Linked DNA regions of Mus musculus: all the other regions are linked to region 2. A link is a contact called in public HiChIP or PLAC-seq and capture Hi-C data. All regions are on one chromosome and are shown on one strand. Each heading gives the region's core, a stretch centred on a gene start, on an enhancer-like site or on the middle of the called end of the contact. The rest is flanking DNA. Distances are from core to core; before and after follow the strand shown.

What was found. HiChIP or PLAC-seq counts read pairs in DNA pulled down with a chosen protein or histone mark. Capture Hi-C pulls out chosen DNA fragments and counts their contacts.
Region 1: a contact with region 2 is called in a capture Hi-C map of macrophages, with 7 times the contacts expected there. The contact joins the promoter of Ctso here to the promoter of Gask1b in region 2. A contact is called at or near these places in 13 of 39 promoter capture datasets (the 3T3-L1 cell line, 3T3-L1-derived adipocytes, the C10 cell line and 9 more), 3 of 15 datasets of contacts at CTCF or cohesin (large pre-B cells, pro-B cells and stem cell-derived epiblast-like cells), 40 of 484 Hi-C or Micro-C datasets (B cells, the Ba/F3 cell line, the C2C12 cell line and 21 more), 9 of 115 datasets of contacts at active chromatin or transcription factors (Th17 cells, astrocytes, bone marrow-derived macrophages and 6 more) and 4 of 9 other capture datasets (adipose tissue, embryonic stem cells, liver and 1 more).
Region 3: an H3K4me3 HiChIP or PLAC-seq map of embryonic forebrain shows a contact between it and region 2, with 14 times the contacts expected there. The contact joins the promoter of Gucy1b1 here to the promoter of Gask1b in region 2. A contact is called at or near these places in 3 of 39 promoter capture datasets (embryonic stem cells, hippocampal neurons and liver), 1 of 115 datasets of contacts at active chromatin or transcription factors (embryonic forebrain) and 1 of 9 other capture datasets (liver).

The regions. Positions count from the first base shown.
Region 1 is chr3:81,931,321-81,934,020 of GRCm38.p6, forward strand. Ctso (cathepsin O) reads left to right here and starts at 1,281. Exons shown (of 8, transcript NM_177662.3): 1 at 1,281-1,455. The coding sequence starts at 1,345.
Region 2 is chr3:79,884,505-79,887,204 of GRCm38.p6, forward strand. It overlaps Gask1b (golgi associated kinase 1B), which reads left to right and starts at 1,426. Exons shown (of 4, transcript NM_133187.3): 1 at 1,426-2,626. The coding sequence starts at 1,723. Gm36569 (a long non-coding RNA gene) reads right to left here and starts at 2,302. Exons shown (of 3, transcript XR_375740.1): 1 at 1,592-2,302.
Region 3 is chr3:82,073,283-82,075,982 of GRCm38.p6, forward strand. Gucy1b1 (guanylate cyclase 1, soluble, beta 1) reads right to left here and starts at 1,429. Exons shown (of 14, transcript NM_017469.4): 1 at 1,290-1,429; 2 at 716-789. The coding sequence starts at 1,292.

The sequences.
Region 1 (2,700 bases), core at 31-2,530, 2.0 Mb after region 2:
ATTGAATACCCACTATATGTTGTTGGTGCATAAGAGACTAAAGAAATGAAATTGTCGCTCCCACGAAGCTGGCATTACAGAAAAGTGCTATGGATCAAAAGGCTACAGACTGAACACCAGAGGCAATGGGGGCAGTATTAGAAGAATAGGGTGGAGAGGGGGAGAAGGTTAGGGTTTTAAGTAGGGCAGTCGGGGTAGGTAGGCCTGGGAGTGAAGGAACAAGAAAATAAACACTATGGTTATTCAGATATACGCCAGGTTGGAAGCTAAGAAACAAAAGATGCAGGACATTCCGATTTCTGGGAACCTGGTTACAGTTTGTCCACAAAGGATCTGCTTTTGGACAATAGAGAAGGGGTAAAAAAGAAACACAGAGTAAAGACTCATTCTAAGACAATAATTTGCATTTTGTGTACATAGGCCCTTCTGAGAAGCAGCTGGCTGTCTTCTCCCAAGGGTAACCAGCGATTTGTGATATTTGGTCTCAGATCTTAAATCACTCAGTCTCCTTAAAGGAGAGCTCTGAGGCAGTGTACTGGAAACCTCTTTAGCTGAGATGTGAGTGAGCAGACATATTGACTGGTTTGAACATGTTCCCCTTTTCCTTTTACACTCTGTATACCGGCACCATGGTAAAAGGAAACAAGATTTTTAAAAATTACGTCAGTTAATTATAGCTGGGGATAGAAAGTGAGGTGGATGGATTATGAAGTAAGCTAAGCAAGAAGAAAACAACATAATAAAATAATAAGAAAAATTAAAGCAACCTTAACAGTGAAACAAAGAAAAGCACAGGACGTGCTCAGCATATAATGAAGTGTTTAGGATTACTTAGCTAAATTTCATTACAAACTTCGGAAGCGGGTGCAGCTTTCTACAAGTGGAGAAATGGCCACAAGATATTGTGCAGTTCTGTGCAGCAACAATTTTGTCAAGTATTTATACGCATCCATAGAGAGAAGTGTGTAAATTCGCATACACTATACGTCCCCATACAACCTGCTGAGTTCAATTTACACACACTCAGTGAACACATATTCAATTTAAACAGCAGGAAGTAAAATGAAGGGCTGAATCTCAGACAGCAGGAAACACAATAGTTTGTATCTTCATACTGTTGTGTAAGTCAGGTTTTGCTCTCTTTCTTATTAAGTAAGAGGGAAATCCCAGATGCCCAATAACAGCACAAAAGCTCAATAATAATCCCAAGAAGCACCAAACAAACAAAACAGCTGGGACCCCAGCAGCTTTCTGCTTCTGGGCGTGCACAGGACACAGGCAGTGGGCGGAGCCAAGAAACCGAAAGAGAAAGCGGGCCGGGCACAGTGGACCTCGGGCACCGGGATGAAGCCGCAGTTGGTGAACCTCTTGCTACTGTGTTGCTGCTGTCTCGGCCGCCACGGGGTCGCCGGGACCTGGTCTTGGAGCCACCAGCGGGAGGCCGCCGCCTTGCGGGTACCAAGCTCCCTCCCTCTACTGCCCCGGGGCTCCTAGGGAGGGACCCAAGCTCCAAGCGCGCATTTCCCCAGTAGAACTGCCTCCTAAAAGTTTGATTCCCCAGGGCAAGGATTTCTGTGCTATATCCCAAAGCACCAAAAGATGTCCAAAGCAAAGCTAAGGGGAAGAAGTATCCTGAATCCTAAAGCCTTTCCCACACCAAACCTGTCGCATAGAAAGCCGCCTGCAGGGGGCACTGGCTCTCTCCTCCTATAACTGGAAGTTAATGATTTCTCAGTCCTGGAACTGTCTACCACCATCAAGTTCTCTCTGACTTGGTGGAGACTGATGTAGAACAGGAGACATTTCACTGCCTTAAATTCGGATTTCTTTTTTTAAAGTTTTCATAATAATCCTTCAATTGCTCTCCAACCTTAAAATTCTGAAATGGACAAGTTAGCTGACCACGGATAGATTTTCCCAGTAACCAGGGGAACTGACCGAAATGCAGATTCACAGTTGGCCTCAGTTGCTATACTTAATGCTCTCTGAAAGGTTTTTAAATCTGAAAAAAAAAAAAAGAAAAAGAAAAGAAAAAAGAAAATGCCATCACGATTTTATTAGAGGAGGACTCACCTGTTCGACTCAGTGTCTATCTGAATTCAGGAATGCTGCTCTTAGGCCATTTAACTAGTGTTTACTGATGTTTTCTGAAATTTCCATAGAACCCCATAGCTCTGCCCCGTTCTCCTTGTCCTCTTTGGCCTGAGAAGTTCCAGTATTCATTCAGTCCGGCCTTCTTTGGCTTCAGCTACCCTTGTGTTGTACTCAAATCAAAATGCTGTGCTTTAGTTCTCCTTTTTGTTACTTTTGAGCTCATTTCTTGTTACCAGTCTATTTCTCAGTGTCCTTGGCCTGTGTGTTACTGAGACCTGTCCTTGATTTCCAATAGGGTGAGGTAGTCAGTGTCACAGGTTGTTGATAAGGTGTTTATTGGCCAACTAGTTTTTTTTTTTCTAATCTTGAGTATTGAAAGCTAACAATGTAATGTATAATTTTTTTTCTCCTTACTGAAATAAAGCAAGGTTGCCAAGAAAAGCAACTTAAAGAAAGTGAAAAAGGGTCTACTTTGGCTCACACTTTCAGGGACAGTCTATCATCATGATAGGGATGTCATAGTGACATGTGTGTGGAGCAGACATCCATACTACATCAGCAGCCAGGAAGGGAAAGACATGGATACTGTATCCCAGCTTACTTTCT
Region 2 (2,700 bases), core at 176-2,675:
CTGTGTTCATTTGCATGCTGCAAGAACCTTCTCATCTCCCTACACCCCACTCTTATCTCACGCTTCCGTTTCTCTACTCATTTCCAGTGACCCCCTTCTTAGCTTTGTCTACCTTTCCTGGCCGTTTTACCCCCATCGAGAACTGGTGGGAGACAAGAGTTAGTCTGCAAACAGCCCAGATGTAAGGTAAGTTGCAGGCCCTGGACTCTGGCGTCCAGTTTCCCCTTCCCAACTCCGTGGGGTCAGGCAGGGGTCAGTGGGCACTCCTCATTTTTCTAAGGTATTTATTTGGCAACAGGGTCTCCGCCAACTCCAGCAAAACACTTCAGATCACTTCAGCTTCCCAAGGCTGCCATTTCTGTGTCGCTTAGCAAATGAGACACTAGGGGGCTCCCAGGGGCTGAAAGGAGCAGAAAGTTGTTTGAATGAAAACTGGGTCTGAGCTGTGTTTGGAGAAATTCAAAATTAAATTTTATTTTTTATTTTTTTAGTCATCTTTAAAAAGAACCTCACGTGTCTGAAAACGGCGCAGCAGCCAGTTTACAAATCATTTTGCTCCGCTGTTAGAAGGCGGCAGCTTTTAAGGCTGAGCCGAGATGTTTGAAAGGTGGAACACCCTTGGCCATGAAATATGTTCTCCTTACGTGCCTCAGCCTTTCAAAGTTCTGTGCATTAGAGTCAGGAATTCCATTCTTCCTGGAGCTAAGCGTGGGGCCAGCTGTGTAAGTAAAGTTTTGTTTTTCTTCTTAAACAACTTTTTCCCTCTATTTAAAAATGTGAAGAAAAAGGCAAAAAAAACAACAACAAAAAAAAAAACAACAAAAAAAAACCCACCAAAAAACCTAGATATTCTTTTCTTTCATTTTTGCTCTCTTTAGTGGAAAGAAAAGGAATAAAAAGTTGTGTGTGTGTGTGTGTGTGTGTGTGTGTGTGTGTGTGAGAGAGAGAGAGAGAGAGAGAGAGAGAGAGAGAGAGAGAGAGAGAACTCACCCTTTTCAAGCTATATAAACATCAAGGGGTAGTTAAATAACAATTTTAGATATGGAATATATTGTGAAAACAATGTGGAACATTAGTTAAGAGAATATGTTTAAATATGAACTCACTACTTGATATTTTTGTAATATATATCTTACAAAAGTTAGGGTGTCTATAAAAATCTTAAAAAGTATTTATTTCTTTTCTTATTTCTGAATCACAAAAAGGGGGTCTGCAGGGGATCCTGGTTGATGACTTTTAAGAGTTTTGCTTCTCAGATGTAGTGGCTTTAACTGTGAGCTAGCAAACGCTCTTTGCAGCTTGTCTTCATTACTTTAAAGTAAAATCAGACTCACACACCTATCTTGCTTCCGCATTTTAAACTTTACACCAAACTTGGTAGAATTTGTGGAAGGAAAGGGTTACTCGCCTCTTTCCTCTTGTAGAGGAACTGAAATGGGTTGAGTTAGTGATTCAGTCAACTCTTGTTTCCATTCATTCCCAGAGTCAGCCCTCCTTTCTCCTGGGAAAGGCTGATAGGAGTTTAAAAGGCTTGCGGTGGCCAGTTCACAAAGCGTTCCCAGAACCCGCAGCAGCGACCCTTCTCTTTTACCTCTCTGCCTGTTGGAGACCACTTAGATAGCGAAGCGGACTGGACGGCTGGATTCAGGAAGCCATGAATCATGTCACCCGGAGCCAGCTGCAGACTTTAAACTCAGTTCAGCATGTGGAAGCGGCAGAGAAATGACCTGTCCAGACAAGCCGGGGCAGCTCGTAAACTGGTTTGTCTGCTCTCTGTGCGCCCCACGAGTGTGTAAACTTTGGAGTAGTCGGCGTCCCAGGACCAGACGGAACCTCCTGCTGGGCACTGCCTGTGCCATCTACCTGGGCTTTCTGGTGAGCCAGGTGGGCAGAGGTTCCTTTCAGCATGGGCAGGCGACTGACAGGGGACCACCCAACGGTCACGACATCTTCAAGGTACCCTTCTCTGAGATTCCCCTGGATGGTACCCTGGCCCCTCCAGAGTTGCAGGGCAATGGAAGCACTTTGCAGCCCAACGTGGTGTACATTACTCTACGCTCCAAGCGCAGCAAGCCTGCGAATATCCGTGGCACGGTGAAACCCAAGCGCAGGAAGAAGTATGCGGTGGCATCTGCAGCCCCTGATCAGGAGGTGCTGGTTAGACCATCCCTTATACAGCAGGAAGCTGCACGGGCAGCAGATGCTGAAGTACCTGGCTATGTTCAGGGTTACCTAACCAAGGTTGGTGAACGACCCTGGAGGGTGCTGCGTGGTCCTGGAGTCAGAACTAGAGGTTCAAACTTGCAGCAGCCTAGGGCCCGAGAGAGCAACATTAGGATTTATAGCGAGAGCGCCCCCTCATGGCTGAGCAAAGAAGACATCCGCAGAATGCGCCTCCTGGCTGATAGTGAGGTGGCTAGCATCCTACCTATCTCTAAGAGTGGTACCCGCTTGCTGGTGTTGGAAGGGAGCACCTCAGGCTCTGTGCCTGGCTGCGGGCCTAGCCCCTGTGGGCTTCTCAAGCAGCCGCTGGACATGAGTGAAGTGTTCGCCTTCCACCTGGACAGGATCCTGGGTCTCAACAGGACCCTGCCATCTGTGAGCAGGAAATTAGAGTTCATCCAAGGTAACAGATTCACTTGCTTCTTATTTGCAGCTGCTGGGGATTTGGGATCGTTTTCTCCTTTCCCCCACTCTCTC
Region 3 (2,700 bases), core at 179-2,678, 2.2 Mb after region 2:
AGTGGCATTGTGTTTGCCTGTCAAGGACAAGGTTCTGGCTTCAATCCCCAATAAACCTCCTCCTTAGACCTACAGAAAGCTTAAGAGATGCCTTGGGCCTTAAAATCTCAGATAAGTCTATTTTCTCGTCTTATCTGAGTACCAGACTCAAAGCTCTACAGAAACTAGGATGCCCTGCTAGGGTTGCCAGAAGAAAACACAGCAAAGCAAGGGTGATTTGGGCAAGTTAAAGGGAAAATGTCCCTTTATTACATATCGGTTTCTCATGACTTACTGGAGAAATAATCTTTGAGTGTACTATACCATAACCAAATGATTTAACCATATTACGTGTTCCTGGTGTGCAAATCGCAAAAGAAAGCGAATCTTCTGTTCATTTCCTGCCTCTGATCCTAAGACCTTGCAGAGGCCCAGGAAGCCCCCAGGTCCCCTTGCATGGGAGCTAGCCAACCCTCTGAACCTGGCCTGGGAGTCACAGTGCTCTGCCTGTCTGGGTGTTCCCACGCTCAGTCCGGGTGAAGAGGCCGCAGCGACCCCAAGGGGCTTGATCACGCGGCCACGCCCCGGCCTACCCTCCTCTCCTGGTCCCGGCTTCGGAGCGTGGGAGAGGAGACCGGAGGATGCGCACCACGACCCTGCTGGGAGCAGCCAGGGAAGCGGGCGGGCGCGGGCTCGGTGCCAACGCGCGGCCCTGGGAGCGGGGCTGTTCACTTACTTGATGTCTTCCCACACCTCGGGACCATAATTGCGGATCACCAGCAGCTCCAGGGCATGGTTCACGAAACCGTACTGAAGGGCAGAGAGAGAGACCGTGGTCAAGGACCCGCGCCTTGCAACCCGGTCTTCCACCCGGTGCCTCTGACCTGTCATTCGCCTTCAGGATAAGCTTTCGGGTACCCTATTCTAAAAGGGGGGACTCTGCGGGATCTTTGAATTCTCGTCGTCCCTTTCCCCTCCCCCATCTTCTTACCCCTGCTCACCTGTCACCGTGGTGCAACAGGGGTAGCTCAGGAACCTGAGCCCTGAGCTTCCCACACCACCCTGCCCGTGGAACCCAGAATCCCCAGAAGTTGGAGGCTGGGGTTGAGTGGTGGGGACCCAACCAGACCCAGAGACTCGGAGCACTCCAGCAGATCATATGTCCCCACCTCCCACCAAAAGCGCTGTTCCTCGCGGCCCTCCGCTCTGTGTGCCCTGGGGCTTGTTTCTGCATCTCAGCCAGCTCTCTAGCCAGTCAAGGTCCACCCGCTCAGGTGTGATGTTCCGCTGACCATCCTGACAGCACTCACCATGGTGTCCGCGCCCGGAGCCTAGGAAGCAGCTTCCAGGCAAGAGTACCGCGGAAGGGACCCAGACAGCGACTACAGCGGCGACAGTGCTCCCAGACCAGCACAGAGCTGAAGCTAGGGCATCAGTCTCGGCCAACTCTGATTGCCACCTCTTCTCAGCCAATGACGAGTGGAGCCGCAGGAGGCTGGGCGCTGTTTCTTCCCATATCTTAGCCAATCAGTGACAGAGGAGGGAATTCAGATGGGCTCAGAGCTACTGTGCTCAAACATTTTCCCGCCCCAGTCTGGTGACAAGTCATTTCTTTTGAGGCCTTAAGGCAGATAGAACAGAACCAGCTGTGCTCCTTCCAGCATGGATGGGGTATTGTCATTGTCATCCTCGTACATCTGTTCTAATGTCCTAGAGCTTGGGCGTGTGTGTGTGTGTGTGTGTGTGTGTGTGTGTGTGTGTGTGTGCGCGCGCGCGCGCCCAGTGTTGATTAACATCGTCATGTTTTTTGTAGTTATGCACATAAACATTTCCTCTGTTGCTTTACCTAGCAACAGCTGGCAAACATAGCTAATCCTACAAAATTAACATTTTTACTTTTAGTCAATTAAGTTAATAATCAAGTGCACAAACTAAGATGTTTTGTAATATACAAGAGGTTTAGCAACTGCATTAGACTTTTTGCCATTGAGACAAAATACCTGACATTAACCAGCAGAATTCATGTTTTTGCCTGTGGTTTTTAGAGATCCATCGTTTTTTGTTTTTGTTTTCGCTTTTTTTTTTGTCTCCGTTGCTTTGGGGCGTGTGGAACAGCCCAACTCCATGGTGGCTGAGAGAATGGCCGAGGCTGTTTAGTTCATTACAGAGACACACAGGTGGGCCCAGTAGAGGCTTACAGTTCCCAAGGACACCCACAGTGGTCTACTTACAAACTCCAAAAAGGCTTCCAGAAGTTTCCAAACTGGTATTTCCCAGCTGGGGAATATGCTCTCAAGTACCTTCTCGGAGGATAGATACTTCATGTATCTTCTTGGAGGATAGATACTTCATGTGCAAACATAATTGTGAGCAAAACGTTAAGCCATCTTGTCTGTGAACTTTACAGGACAGGCCATATTACAACCCAGGAGTTAGAATTCCAGAAGTTTTAGATTTGTCTTGTATTTCTGTTTTGTCTGTTTGTCTGTCTGTCCATCAGTCCACCCACCCACCCACCCATCCATCCATCCATCCATCCATCCATCCAAGGGCCCATTACAAATGTGTGAACATTTCATCCCTCTCCAGTATGTCTTTCTCCCTCCCTCCCTCCTTCCCTCCTTCCCTTTCTCCTTCCCTCTTTCTTTCTTTCTTTCTTTCTTTCTTTCTTTCTTTCTTTCTTTCTTTCTTTCTCTCTTCCTTCCTTCCTCCCCCTCTCTC